Regions from separate parts of the Gossypium arboreum genome. Here region 1 is linked to region 2. A link is a contact called in public Hi-C data. All regions are on one chromosome and are shown on one strand. Each heading gives the region's core, a stretch centred on a gene start, on an enhancer-like site or on the middle of the called end of the contact. The rest is flanking DNA. Distances are from core to core; before and after follow the strand shown. Region 1 holds the start of LOC108467799 (probable serine/threonine-protein kinase WNK10). Region 2 holds the start of LOC108467725 (probable alkaline/neutral invertase F).

The links. Hi-C and Micro-C count contacts between places; a contact is called where the count stands out from the background.
Region 1: a Hi-C map of leaf shows a contact between it and region 2, with 5 times the contacts expected there. The contact joins the promoter of LOC108467799 here to the promoter of LOC108467725 in region 2. A contact is called at or near these places in 2 of 5 Hi-C or Micro-C datasets (both in leaf).

Annotation. Positions count from the first base shown.
Region 1 is chr8:28,344,699-28,350,891 of ASM2569848v2, reverse strand. It overlaps LOC108467799 (probable serine/threonine-protein kinase WNK10), which reads right to left and starts at 4,545. Exons shown (of 8, transcript XM_053018059.1): 1 at 3,960-4,545; 2 at 3,773-3,864; 3 at 3,580-3,617; 4 at 3,249-3,476; 5 at 2,948-3,168; 6 at 2,707-2,864; 7 at 2,184-2,583; 8 at 1,077-2,101. The coding sequence starts at 3,856. The coding sequence ends at 1,251. LOC108469327 (DNA-directed RNA polymerase III subunit RPC10-like) reads left to right here. Exons shown (of 3, transcript XM_017770216.2): 3 at 455-758. The coding sequence ends at 579.
Region 2 is chr8:27,401,936-27,408,310 of ASM2569848v2, reverse strand. It overlaps LOC108467725 (probable alkaline/neutral invertase F), which reads right to left and starts at 3,447. Exons shown (of 6, transcript XM_017768476.2): 1 at 2,419-3,447; 2 at 1,105-1,551; 3 at 1-477. The coding sequence starts at 3,231.

The DNA.
Region 1 (6,193 bases), core at 3,296-5,795, 940 kb before region 2:
AAATCCACTGAAATATGTAGTTGCTTGGCAAGAGATGATGAAAAAGTTCTGTTTCAAGAGAAAGACCACTGAGTGAAAGTTCATGAGGATAGTGCATCGTTATAAATTAGATTGCAGGCCAAAGTTCTAATAGAAATTGTATTCTTACAGTCCAGGATTGATCTCGTGTAGTTCTCTAACTTTTTTTTCTACTGTCATATAATTATCCACTCTTGTTGGGATAGAAATCTATGGAAAAATTGCCAGTTGAGAGTTGGGCTGAGATTTTAAAGGCTGAGCCACAATCATCTTTATGCGTTCTTACTGTTTGAGAAAGTCATTTTTTAGTGTCGTATAGATCTGACACTTAGCATACCGATCTCTCTTGTTATTGTTGCCTTATTTTCTTGTCATTTTATTGTTGTCTTATTTTCTTGTCATTCTCGTTTTAAACCTTCTCTCTATTTTCTTGCAGCAACATGCCCTTCTTGTAGCCATGGGAGGGCTCTTTTCTCACAGGTGCAGATCCGGTCGGCTGATGAGCCGGCTACGACATTCTATCAGTGCTTGAAATGCGAAAAGATGTGGCGTGAGGATTGAGTACATGTTATTTCCCTCTTTCTTTTTAGGCCCTGTCATCTTTAAAACTCTCTTTTTGAGTTTCAAATTTTCAGTTTCCTAAGTTGTAATCCTTTTTGGAAAAGAAAACACAAACTCTTGTTCTTCAGAGACAGAAGGGAATACCATAAACAATAGATTAACACTGCTTTCAGATCCAATTTTGTTCATGGTACACTTGAATCTTTGTTAGTTCGCATTCTGTCAAAGGAATTTGCTAAAAAAAAAAATGTGAATCTGTAGAAGTTCAATGCAAGTAATCAATAATCACAGCATCAAAAAGCCTGAAATGTTGCAAGTGCATGCCATTGATTGGTTGCTTACCGACTTTTCTGGCTTGGGCGCTTTGCAAGAAATGCTGATTCCGATGAATTACAGTCTTTTGCTGATAGTATGTTAGACTGTACTGACTGCAGGTCTGCAAAAACTACATATACATTCCGGTTCCAAAGAAAGGTTAGAGAAAAACAGCTTCAGAGTTCTGAGAACAAATAAATACATCAAGCAGGATAACGACTGCCAAAAAAGAGAGCAGCACTCAATGCAAGATGTCTAAATTGATAATATCATAAGTCTTAAAAAAGGGGAAAGAAGTGACAAAGTCAAACAACAATGAATTACAGAACAGTAGGAAGAAAATTGTTCATTCTTTATCACTGTACAACCAACTTTTTCTTTGCCATCCATCTCTTTTTGGTAGCCTCCAATTCTTCATCTCTCATCCTGGAAAGCTCTTGAAACCAATGTCGGTATTGTGCCTCGACTGCATCAAGCTCCAGCTTTAGTTCAACATCTAGATCCTTGCTCGCTATAGATTGCGATGAGCAACTACTTGGCAAGCACATAAAAGTTGATTCTCTGCTTAAATTGGAGAAAGAGAGTCCTGAAGCCTTCATGAATTCATTAATGGGTATGCACTCTTCAGTACTTCTTTCGTTTCTACTTGAGTTGAACTCATCATCATAAGTATCCTGAAGCTGAAAGTCTTCAGATATATATCCACCTAAATCTTTACAGGTTCTATTTATATTCAAGTCGGCATCCTCAGACGGTTTAGCATTCTTAGTGGAAGTCTCCTCAACCAGTATCTCTGAAACGACAGATGCTTGTGACTCTTGGTCTTCCAAAAATGAGAGATACTCATTATCGGAGCAATCTGGGGCTTGTATGACACATTCTCTGAGGCTTGTACTTAGAGCAGATACACTTTCTGTGGCTACTCCCAGAGCTGAATCACTAGTTAGAAACGAATCCCATGGGCAGGGCGTTAAGGTTTCGCAGTTTGCAGAAGCTGAAAACTCAGCACAAGGACTTGCAGTTCCACTCGAGAGATAAAAAGAGGGCTTCCAACCAGGTAGAAGCTTCGTTATCAAGCAATCAATAAACTCAGCTATGAAGTCAACATCATGGTCTGTTAACTCTAATTGTTCAATCATCTCAGCTGCAACCGAGTGTGCAGTATCGCTATCAAGGTAAAAGTTAAAATCTATGTTCCTGACTCGACCTGCAAAATAGCAGGTAACTTCTGTTTTATTATACATAAATCAGAAATAAACTCAATGTTTAAATGTACAAGCAGCACTTACCACAAGAATCAGCAATGCGGAAGGTCAATGAAACCGAGTTATCATCATCCTTTTTACCTTTCAACCTGAATATGCTGTTATTGTGCATCCTCTGCAACTCCAAAACTGGATAATGACTCTCGCTATTGCTTCCAGTACATGTACTTAAGGAAAGTTGCTTATAGTCGGTATCTATGTCCATGGACGAAGGCCCTGACACAGGTAGGCTTACTGCTTTAGAAATTGGGTTCGGTCGTAGCAGGGGAAGTCGGTTTGGTTCTTTTGGATTCTCTACTTTAAGAAACGGATCCTCCAAAAGCTCCTTAGCAGACAATCTCTCAGATGCTCGAACCAGACATTTCTCAATGAATTCCTTTATTTGTGGATCGGCCACCTTACTCAAGGAAGCTGGTTTAACACCCTGAATGAAATTCACCAAAATATATAATACAAGTTCACTAAAACCAAGACCAAAATGAAAATAAAAACGTAAATTCCCTGTTTATAAATTTTGATAAAATAAGCAGTTGCATGTGGTACTTACAGAGATGACTTTCTTATAGATCTGTGCTGGATTTTTGCATTCATTATATGGATACTCGAAAGTAACCATCTCTAACATACACATTCCAAAAGAGTATACATCTATCAGTTCATTATATTCCTCTTCATAGAGCTCTGGAGCCATAAATTCAGGGGTACCTGGTGAACAAAGAAGGGGAAAGAAGATATCATTAACCTAGTTAAATCTAATGCAACATTTTGACAAAAAACCATTCCTTTACCGATAACACTCCGAGCAGTTGGCTGCTGCATGACGATCGCCAACCCGAGGTCGCCAATTTTGATTTCTCCATTGTTCCCATTAATAAAAATGTTGTCACACTTTAAATCCCGATGAATAATAGGGGGGACATGACTGTGAAGATACACTAGGCCCCGAAGAATCTGCCTCGCCCAATTCTTTATCGCCTTTGTATCAACGTGTTTATGCTTCTTCCGATATCTGACAGCAAAAAAAGACATAATCTACTTCATACATAACAGGAATTAACCAGAAAGAATTGAAGCTAAAAGGATGCATACATCCTGAGACTCCCGGATGTGAATAGTTCAGTAATCATGTTAACAGTTTTCTTCTTGTCATCCACCCATGAATTGTGCAACTTGATGATGTTTTCATTCTTCAACGATCTCAAGAGATGAACTTCGGAGTAGAGTTTTTCCAAATCTTCCGGTGTCCGCAATACATCGTCGATCCTTACTTGGTTCCAAGCGACTTCTATTCCTTCAACTTCATCAAAGCCCCTATAACTGCAGCAGCATTGTAAACAAAAAAGCCTGAGGTTAAACACTAAACAATCATTCAAACACCATCCATATTGTTGGCAAGACCGGAGGAGATTAAGAACCATACACTGTCTTAAATGCACCCTTGCCCAACACTTCATCAAACTGAAATACAAAAATAAAAATGAAACATTAGATATTCTGCTAACTTGTCTCAAATATGAAACATTTTATATTAAAAGAGAGAGAGAGAGAGAGAGAGAGAGAGAGTACTACATTTGTGAATACAATAGAATATGGTAAAAAAAATAGACCCATACCCGAATGTAACGACCCGTTGGGTCTCTTTCTACGAAACCTGGTTCTACTTCAGAAGCATAATGCATTCCATTATTGGCTGGCATTTCCAAACCTAACCCAGAATCCATTACTGCTAAGAACCAAATAGCTACCAGAAAAAAAAAATAAAGACAATTTATGTTTTCCAAAATTTTCAAAAAGATTCACTTTTTTCCCCTTAAAAAAGTGTGAGAAGGAAGGTAACGACAACGTTGTTGTTGTTGTTGATGGTGGTGGTGGTGGCGGCGGTGATGATGGTCAGAGAAGGTTTCAGAGGCAATGCAGAAAGAATCGAATGCCGACCGAGGGCGGAACCGGCATTCGATTACGGCAACAACGACGTCCTTTCGAGGCAATGAACCGCGTTTACAATTCATAACCCCAAGTACCTTGTGCAGCAATCCCCTCATTTCTTTACACCAAACCCATCTTCTCCAATTCCAATTCCATTTCCTTTTTTTTTTTCAAAAGTCAAGAAAAATTCTCTTCCAACAATAAAAATAAAGAAGCCGAAACAAAGCAATTTGTTCCTCTTTTTTTTTTTCAGACAGATGTGAAAGGAAAATAAAAGAAAAAGTAAAGAAATGGGGATTGATTGTTGCTAAAAGGGGAAAAAGAAAAGCCGTTGAGACATTAAAGACAGCTGTTGTTGGAATGAATTATGAGATTCTGAAAATATCCGAAAATGAAGCTTTGACCAAACACTTGTACGGGTTTAAATTTCTACGGAAAGCTTAAAGACTATTTTTTTTCTTTGTATGGTCTAACGCCGTTATTACTTCAATTTTTATTATCAAATTCAGTGACCAAAGTTGACGTTTCGCCGCGCCGCTTATTCTATTTTTTTTTTGTTTGGTTTTTTTCTTTAATGGGTAACTGCCCACCGGCATTGCAACGGCTTCGAGTTTGACTTGTGATAGCACCGCACCGTTTGCAAAGCGATCTATTTTAAACGTTCGTGGGCCTTTGACTGTGGCCCGTGCGTATGAATGGTGGTCGCTATAAGATTGAGAATTTTAGATTATACTGTGCTTAATAAATTATTTGACCCACTTTAAAAAATTCAATTTAGTCTTCATTTAATTTTTTATTATTTTTAACATTTAAATTTATATAATTTATCAAATCACTCCAAATGAATGAAAAATTAATATTTATTTACTTTATTAATATTGTATCCACATAACAGTCTATTTTTATAAAAATTTTAAAAATATTTTTATTTTAAATATTTTTATAATTAATTAATTGTTGATGTGACATACATGTGAATACCATATCAACAAAATTAAGAGTGTGAAAATTTCAGGTAAAATCAAATTAATTCGATCGGGTTCAGTTAATAATTTTTAGAAGTTTGGTTAACGGTTAATTCAGTTTAAAATCGATTAATTAACCAAAAATTAATATTTTTATATACATTTTATATATATATTAAATTGGTTAATTGGTTAATTTTTATATATTTTATACTTGTTTTAACTAAAAATAAAAATATATAAATTTTGATTAACTCGGTTAACCGATCGAATTAACCGAAAAAGTTAGGTTCGGTTAATTTTTTTGAAAAAATTTCTGTTCGGTTAACAGTTAAGGTTTAAAAGGGTTAGTTAATTCGGTTAATGATAGTTTGGGTCGGTTAATCGATTGAACACCTCTAAATAAAATTAATAAACGTTAATTTTTTCATCAATTTTGGAGTGATTTAATAAATAATGCATGTTCAAAAATTAAAAAAGGCAAAAAATTAAATTAATGGCTAAAATAATTTTTTTTTTTGTAAAATTGGAAGGCCAAATAAGTCATTATGCCATTAGAGTATAACACATTAAGAAAAAGAAAATATTTATTATACTACCAATGGATTTTTAGGCTCTAAAAGCAAGACTAATGTGATGATAAATATTTGTAAGGTATAGTAAAATATTTGAAAAAAATAAATATATGAAAAAAGATACATGATATTTTTTAAGATTATTTATGAAAAAAATATACTATCATTGAGGGGTGAGTGTTCGATTGAATCGAATGAAAAAATTTTGAGTTAATCGAGTTGATGAATCCTATTTTATCATCCTAACACGATTTGAAATTTTCTCGAATCGAGTCGAGTAAGATGAAATTCGAATCAAATATATTTGTTTGAGTTAAATTAAAAAAAAATATTTTAGGTCCTTGTAATCACAGTCACCCACCGTAATCAAAATTGTTATTAACTTTCATCCCCTAATAATTTATTTATTAATCTTTTATATATGGGTTAGCTTCGTCGCTTCAATTATCTTTTGATTCTTGCCACTATATATTTTGAAATGAAAAAAATATTAAATATAAAGAATGTGATTTTTAATAAAATTATCTTAAAGATAAAATGTGAATTTGATACAAATATAAAATTTTAA
Region 2 (6,375 bases), core at 2,198-4,697:
CAAAGCTGGATAAACTATCTTCAAAGGCATCTCTCCTATTAAGTCCTCCCAGCGCTCCTCAATCAAATCCATAATTGCTGTTGCTTGTGCAGGTGTAGCTAGTGAACTCAAGATTGCAATGCAGTTTCCAACCAGAAACCAGCGGAAATCCATTCGAGCTGGGCTGACGTTACCAATCAGATATCCCCCACGTAAGGGCATAAAATCGAACACCCAATCAGGAATAGACTCTGGGATGACATTAAATTTGTTGACAGCAGTGTGGGAATACTCCTCAGTTTTGTAGCGATATATGTTGTTTAACTGTGTGAAATCAAGCCAGTAGTATTTTTGGATGTGAAAACTGAGAGCTCTGATGCGCTTATCGATACGCTCAATTAGTTCCTTGCCATCTCGCTCTGGTTTTAGCATCTGCCTAGAAGACCTCAGTGCAAAATAGAAAAGTGCTTGAATCTCAATGGGGTACCCATAAATTCCCTGCCCAAAAAGGAAGCACATTAAATTCCACTAATTAAACTCAGTTCAGAGCAATGAGGGTAAAAAGAAGAAAAAGAGTAGGAGCGACCGACCAAATATCAAAACAACTCAAAGCATTGCAGCAGGGGCGGCACCAGGGGGAAGGCAAGGGCCTTGGCCCCCTTGGTTTGGTAAAATTTCCCTTTTAGGCTCTTAAAATTTGTAAAGTAATAACTAATAAAATGGTAAATTTTGTGTATTGGCCCCAAAAGAATTTACAGTTCAATTCTAGCTCCCCAATATAAATTTTCCAGCTTTGCCCCGTAGTGAATAAAATGAGTTCAAACAATAATATATGAACTACATCACATTACTCATTCACAAAAACAAGCAAGAATTTAGGGGGAAAACCCTTTAGCCGTCTGGTACTAGACTAGGGCCAGAACAAAATCATGCAGAGACTGATCACAGGATCTAAGGGTACTAGAACAATGAAAATAGAAGAAGATTCGAAGTGGCTTAGATTGGCAATTACGCTTAACACTAGGAGCAGTTGTGACAATAACCAGTCTAATTCCCGATCATGTTTTCAAACAAGTACTTCTATATAAAGTTAAAGGAAACTTCTATAATAACTAGAAGACTCACCATCCTCCTATCAATCATGCTACACCCATCTGCACACAGAAGTGTAGGAAAAGTGTCAAAACCATCTGAAAGGCAAAGATTAAGTATCAGCTTCATTCCTTTCTGCACCTCAGGTAGTTCTGAGAGAGTATAATCATGCGTGCATTTGGTATACGACCTTAGCAATATGATCCACCAGAACCCAGAGTCAACAGGTGCAACTCTTCCTATTGCACTACCACCGAAATCTGCAACCAAGGTTTCCTTCTGCCTATGCGAATCGTAAAGTACTTTAAAACTTGCAGGCATGACACCTTCCCCAAGTGTAAAATTGTCAATTCTTTTCTCCCAACCTTGAAGGTGGAGAGTCTTTAACAGAAAGTTCTTTACTATCTCTGGATCGCCACCAGCATTGGCAGGTCTCATTAGACAGGCTAAGCCACTGGGAACGAAGTCTCTTATGAAAACCTGCAATATAAGAATGGGGAAAGAATATTGATTGAGTTCAATAGGGCACCCCTGCATTAATAAGGCTTTTAACTTCATTGAAATCATAACATTATGGGCTAGCTATCAAACTCAGAAAAACAGAAGCACTATGAATTTGATCAAGCAATAATGCATGTTTTTAGTCTGTGGCTATGTAACAATGACGTACGGTAATTCCTCTCAAAGGCATCTACAAAGATCGTTAATCTTCACCTGTATGGAAAACTCTCTTCCTCGTTTGTTTTAAAATAAAAATTGAAGATGAAACGACTTATGCCACTCACAATATAATATAATAATTAATTAGTTCCTCCGGCATTACCACGAAATTTGCAGATATATGAAGGGCAAGTCAAGAAGTGTACATTAGACCACATATTTTCCAGGTGAAGACGAAAAGATCACAGAACTAAAAGGCACAAGAACTTTCGTAGCAAATCATAACAGGAACCGAAGTTATATAAGTAGAAGAATAAGAAGAAGAATTAGATATAGATATAGATGATTATCATGGATGGAAAATAAGCATAAGAAATAGATATAGATGGTTATCATGCATGTAAAACAGGAATTTCCTTAACACCATTCACAAAAACAGAAAATGCCTCAAAATGCTATAGCGAAAGCGAACAGCAGTAAGCAAAATTCTGAAGATAAAATGGATTCTAACAAGCATGGATTTGAAGGCTAAAGAAAGACCGTTGAGAAAACACCTAAGACAAATGAAGCTTCATTGCAAAATAGCCAAACAAAAGAAAATGATAATATAACAAAACAAGGGAGATATCTGGATTTGAAAAATCAAAAGAAAACAAAAACGATGACAAAAAACTAAACATAATATACCTGATTGTAATTCAAAGCCTCGGCGATAGGATCCATAGCAGCGAGCGTACCGACAGGCTTGCCTTTGTAATATACGTAAGATTTTTGTAGTCCCTCCCACGCTTCTTCCAACATCGCACCGTTTTCCGTACTCCCTAGAGGACTATCGACGGATCTGACCGCAGGCAATAAACTGTCGAGTTCCAAGTTCTCGAGACTCGAACCTACACTAGGAGACGGTTTCAGTGACATCTGCGCCACGTTTGCATTATTGGATTTGGAGATGTTCTCGTTGCTCTGCACTCTTAACGTCTTCATCGGCTTATCAAGTTTGTCAGTCGATTCATTTTCTTCCTCCGATTTGGATGACTCTTCTTTTCCGACTGTGTCTTGAAATATCTCTGTTGATATTTTTGGACTCTCTCGCTGGTTTGATTCTAGAGATGTCTTTCCATTATCCGTCCATTTTACATTTTCAGTTTGCGAAGCTTCCTCAGGAGATTCAAGAGCTTCTTCCTCTTCATTTTGTGAACACAGGGATTTCTCGGTAAATTTAGACTTCTCAAACATGATAAAATCAAAAGATTTCTCACTCGCGTCGTCAGCTCCTTTCTCCGTGGTAGTCTCCGAAGGTTGTTCTTCGATAGGCGTCACGATGCACTGTCCTTCGTGTTTAAGAACGATAAAAAAATCAGGCGATTTCACCTCTTTTTCCGATGAATCTCCAAGTTCTTTCTCACTATCTCCGACTGAAAGAGTAAAATAAAGCGCAGGAACCACCTCTGCTTCCTTTACATCTTCTAAAAGATCACACGGGGATCTCAAAGTTGACATTCTTAAAGAAGAGAATCAAATATGAGCAGCACAAATGCACAATATCGTGCCCTCTAGAGAGAGATAACTTTCTCAGGTCTTCCCTCTTCGTTTCGTAGAGACTGAAACTGCTGGAGAGAATAGTGAGAGACGGACAAGGAAAAAAATGCAAAAATGGATCAGAGATGGAAGCCTAAAGGGCGTGAGCGATTGGGTACCGAATTGTGGTTCGTTTTGGAGGTTGGAAAAAAAAAATAAAGTGTGGAAGTTGTTTAAGAATAGGTCTCAATACTTAGTTTATCTACGAAATTGCCCCTCTCCGTTTCGTTCCCTGGGTGACAAGTAGGAAGTTCATAATGGAGGGGCGTTTTAGAGATTAACAAAATTGTTTGTGAACTTCTTTCAGTTTTTAGTGGCGGGAGGAGTTATAGTGGGACCTTGGAGGCCGTTGGGCTTTGGGCGCCAAAGGGAACACAAACAAACCCATAAACTCTTCCATTTTTCTTTTGGGTAAACAACACAAATAGTCGCCCAACCATGAGAGTTATTCTATTTTGGTCACTCAATTATGAGAGTGATTCTATTTTAGTCACTTAATTATAAAGTTTTTTAATAGAGTCACCAAAGCTCTCAAAATTAGAATTTTTTGTCACTCAACCGTAAAATCAATAACGAAGGTTTAACATGGGCTTTTCTTTATCGACATACGAGCAAATTTAACCCTCCAATATTTAGGCATTCTATCAATTTACTGCTATTCAATAAAAAAAATTAGTCCTAAAAGTTTTAAAAAAATTTCATTGACATCTTAATTCTAAAAATTAAAACGGATACAAATTTTAAAAAAATAAATTTATTAAGAAATTATTTTTCAATGTAAGTATAAAATTTTATAAAATTGCATTTAAAAATTCCTAAAATTGTAGAAAATAATTAAAATTTTATAAAAGAAGAATAAAATAAAAATTGAAACCCATACAGTTTGAATGTTGCTTATGTATGGGAACGAACTGCACTACACACTTGTGCATCATAGATTTGATTGGAACCTCATTTCTATGGAAGTTGTAAAACAGCTCTTCATGTTTCTATTGATGCATGGTATTAATGGAAATGGATGAAAATGAGGGATAGAGTCGAAAGAAGTCAGTTTACCCATTCTAAGGTCAAAAGTTGGACAAGTAGAGAGAGAGTTAGGATTATTACTTAGTGAATTAGTGTAACATCCAAAAATAGAGCCTAGTCGGAATAGTGGTTTCGAGACCACAAATCCTGTGACAGCCCAAAATTGACCCTAGCCAGGAAGTGGTTTCGGGACCGCTAAACCGAGTCACCGAAATGTTTGAATGTAAAATTTATTGTCTAGAATATGTAATTATGAATGTGTGAAAATTTCAAGTTCGATTTAGCCGATTGCATGTGAATTAGGTTAGTAGGACTTGTGTGACACTTTTGAAAAGTGAAAGGCTAATCTATAAGGACCTAATAGTGCATGTAGTCAAAGGGAGGACTTGCATGTCAAATTTCCCCCAAGATGTAGTGGCCGCCATGACAAGGAATCATGGGCTAAACATGTCATGAAACATGTTTTGTTGGGCATTAGGGAGAAATGATAAACTAATAAGCATGGGTAATAAAGAAAGAAAAAAAAATGTGAGTGTGAGTGTGAAACCCCATTGCCGTGTATTGTAGATGAAAAAAAGAAAAAAATTGTTCATCCAACCTTGCATTCTCTCTTGACCGAAAATACTAGAGGAAGGAAGAAATTTTGCTTCATGTTTGTTTTGGAAGAGGATTAGGGAGAGGTTGGCTAAACTTGCATCAAGATTAAGGTATGTTTGAGATTGTGCCATGAAATTCATGCATGTTTTTAGTTGATAGCTTGATGTTCTTGGTATCCCATGGTTCAAATCTTTGCAATGTCATGGGAATGAAATTCGGCCAAAGTAAATGTGGTGTTAAAGCCATTGCATGCTAAATGTGAAGCTTGCTAATGATGCATGCAATGATGGATTGACTACTCTTGAAACTTCTTTGTACCAATTTTAAGTAAGACATTGAGTTTTTTTTTTGTTTAACCATGATTGAAGTTGAAAGGGTCATGATTGTGATGTATTCGGCCATGATGCATTCATGAGCATGGTTCATGCTTCTTGCATGTTAGTTAAAATTTGTGTTTTGGATGGCTATGGACACCTTGAAATTGACCTTGCACTTATATGTGTATATATGATTGCACATGATATTTTGATTATGAAGAAAGTGATGAATATGTTGTTTAAAGAAGAAGTTTGTTGAAGAATGTTGTGAAATTTGCATGTACATTCGGCCTAGTACACATATGATGTGAAAATCTTGCAATTTATTTTTGATTTTATGCAAGAATGACTAAGCATAATCGGCCACATGAGGGGAATTATGGTGCATGCATTCGGTTAGAGGCAAGCTTAATGATGCCTATTCTTGACTTAGGTAATCGGCTACCTTGTTGTGAGCTAAGGCCGAATGTGTGCGTAATTAAAGAAAATTGACTAAAGTGTTTAGTTATGTGATGTTGAATCAATGATATATGTATTCGGCCAAGGCTAGCAAGCGAGACTTTAATAAATTGAATTTGTTTGAATTAGCTCAAGAGCTTAGAGGGCCACAATTGGATAAGGGGAAGGAAAAAGTGACCGAATAGCCGTCAAAGCCGTTCGACAACATCCGAGGTAAGTCCTCAAGAAATGACCCTACTCGAATTATGTGAAATGAAAAATTGATGTGTAATGACTATTGATTTATGTGTGTATGAGTATTTGAATGATACCGGGCTAAGTTCAAGGCGATTATGCTAGTGATATGTTTGTGTTTGAGCCTTAGTAACGAAAATGAAATATGAATGGGAAATGATTATTGATGTATATGTGTGCATGAGCAATTAAATGATATCCGGCTAAGTTCAAGACATTTATGCTGGTAAATACATCCGGTTAAGACCGAAGGCAATTGTGCTAGTGACTACATCCGGCTAAGACCAAGGCATTTGTGCAAATTGTGAAATCGGGTTAAGTCCGAAGGCCTTTGTGCGGGTTACCATAACCGGGCTATGTCCCGAAGACGTTTGAACGAGTAGCTATATCCGGTTAAACTCCGAAGGTATGTGATTTGAAAATTATAAGCTTG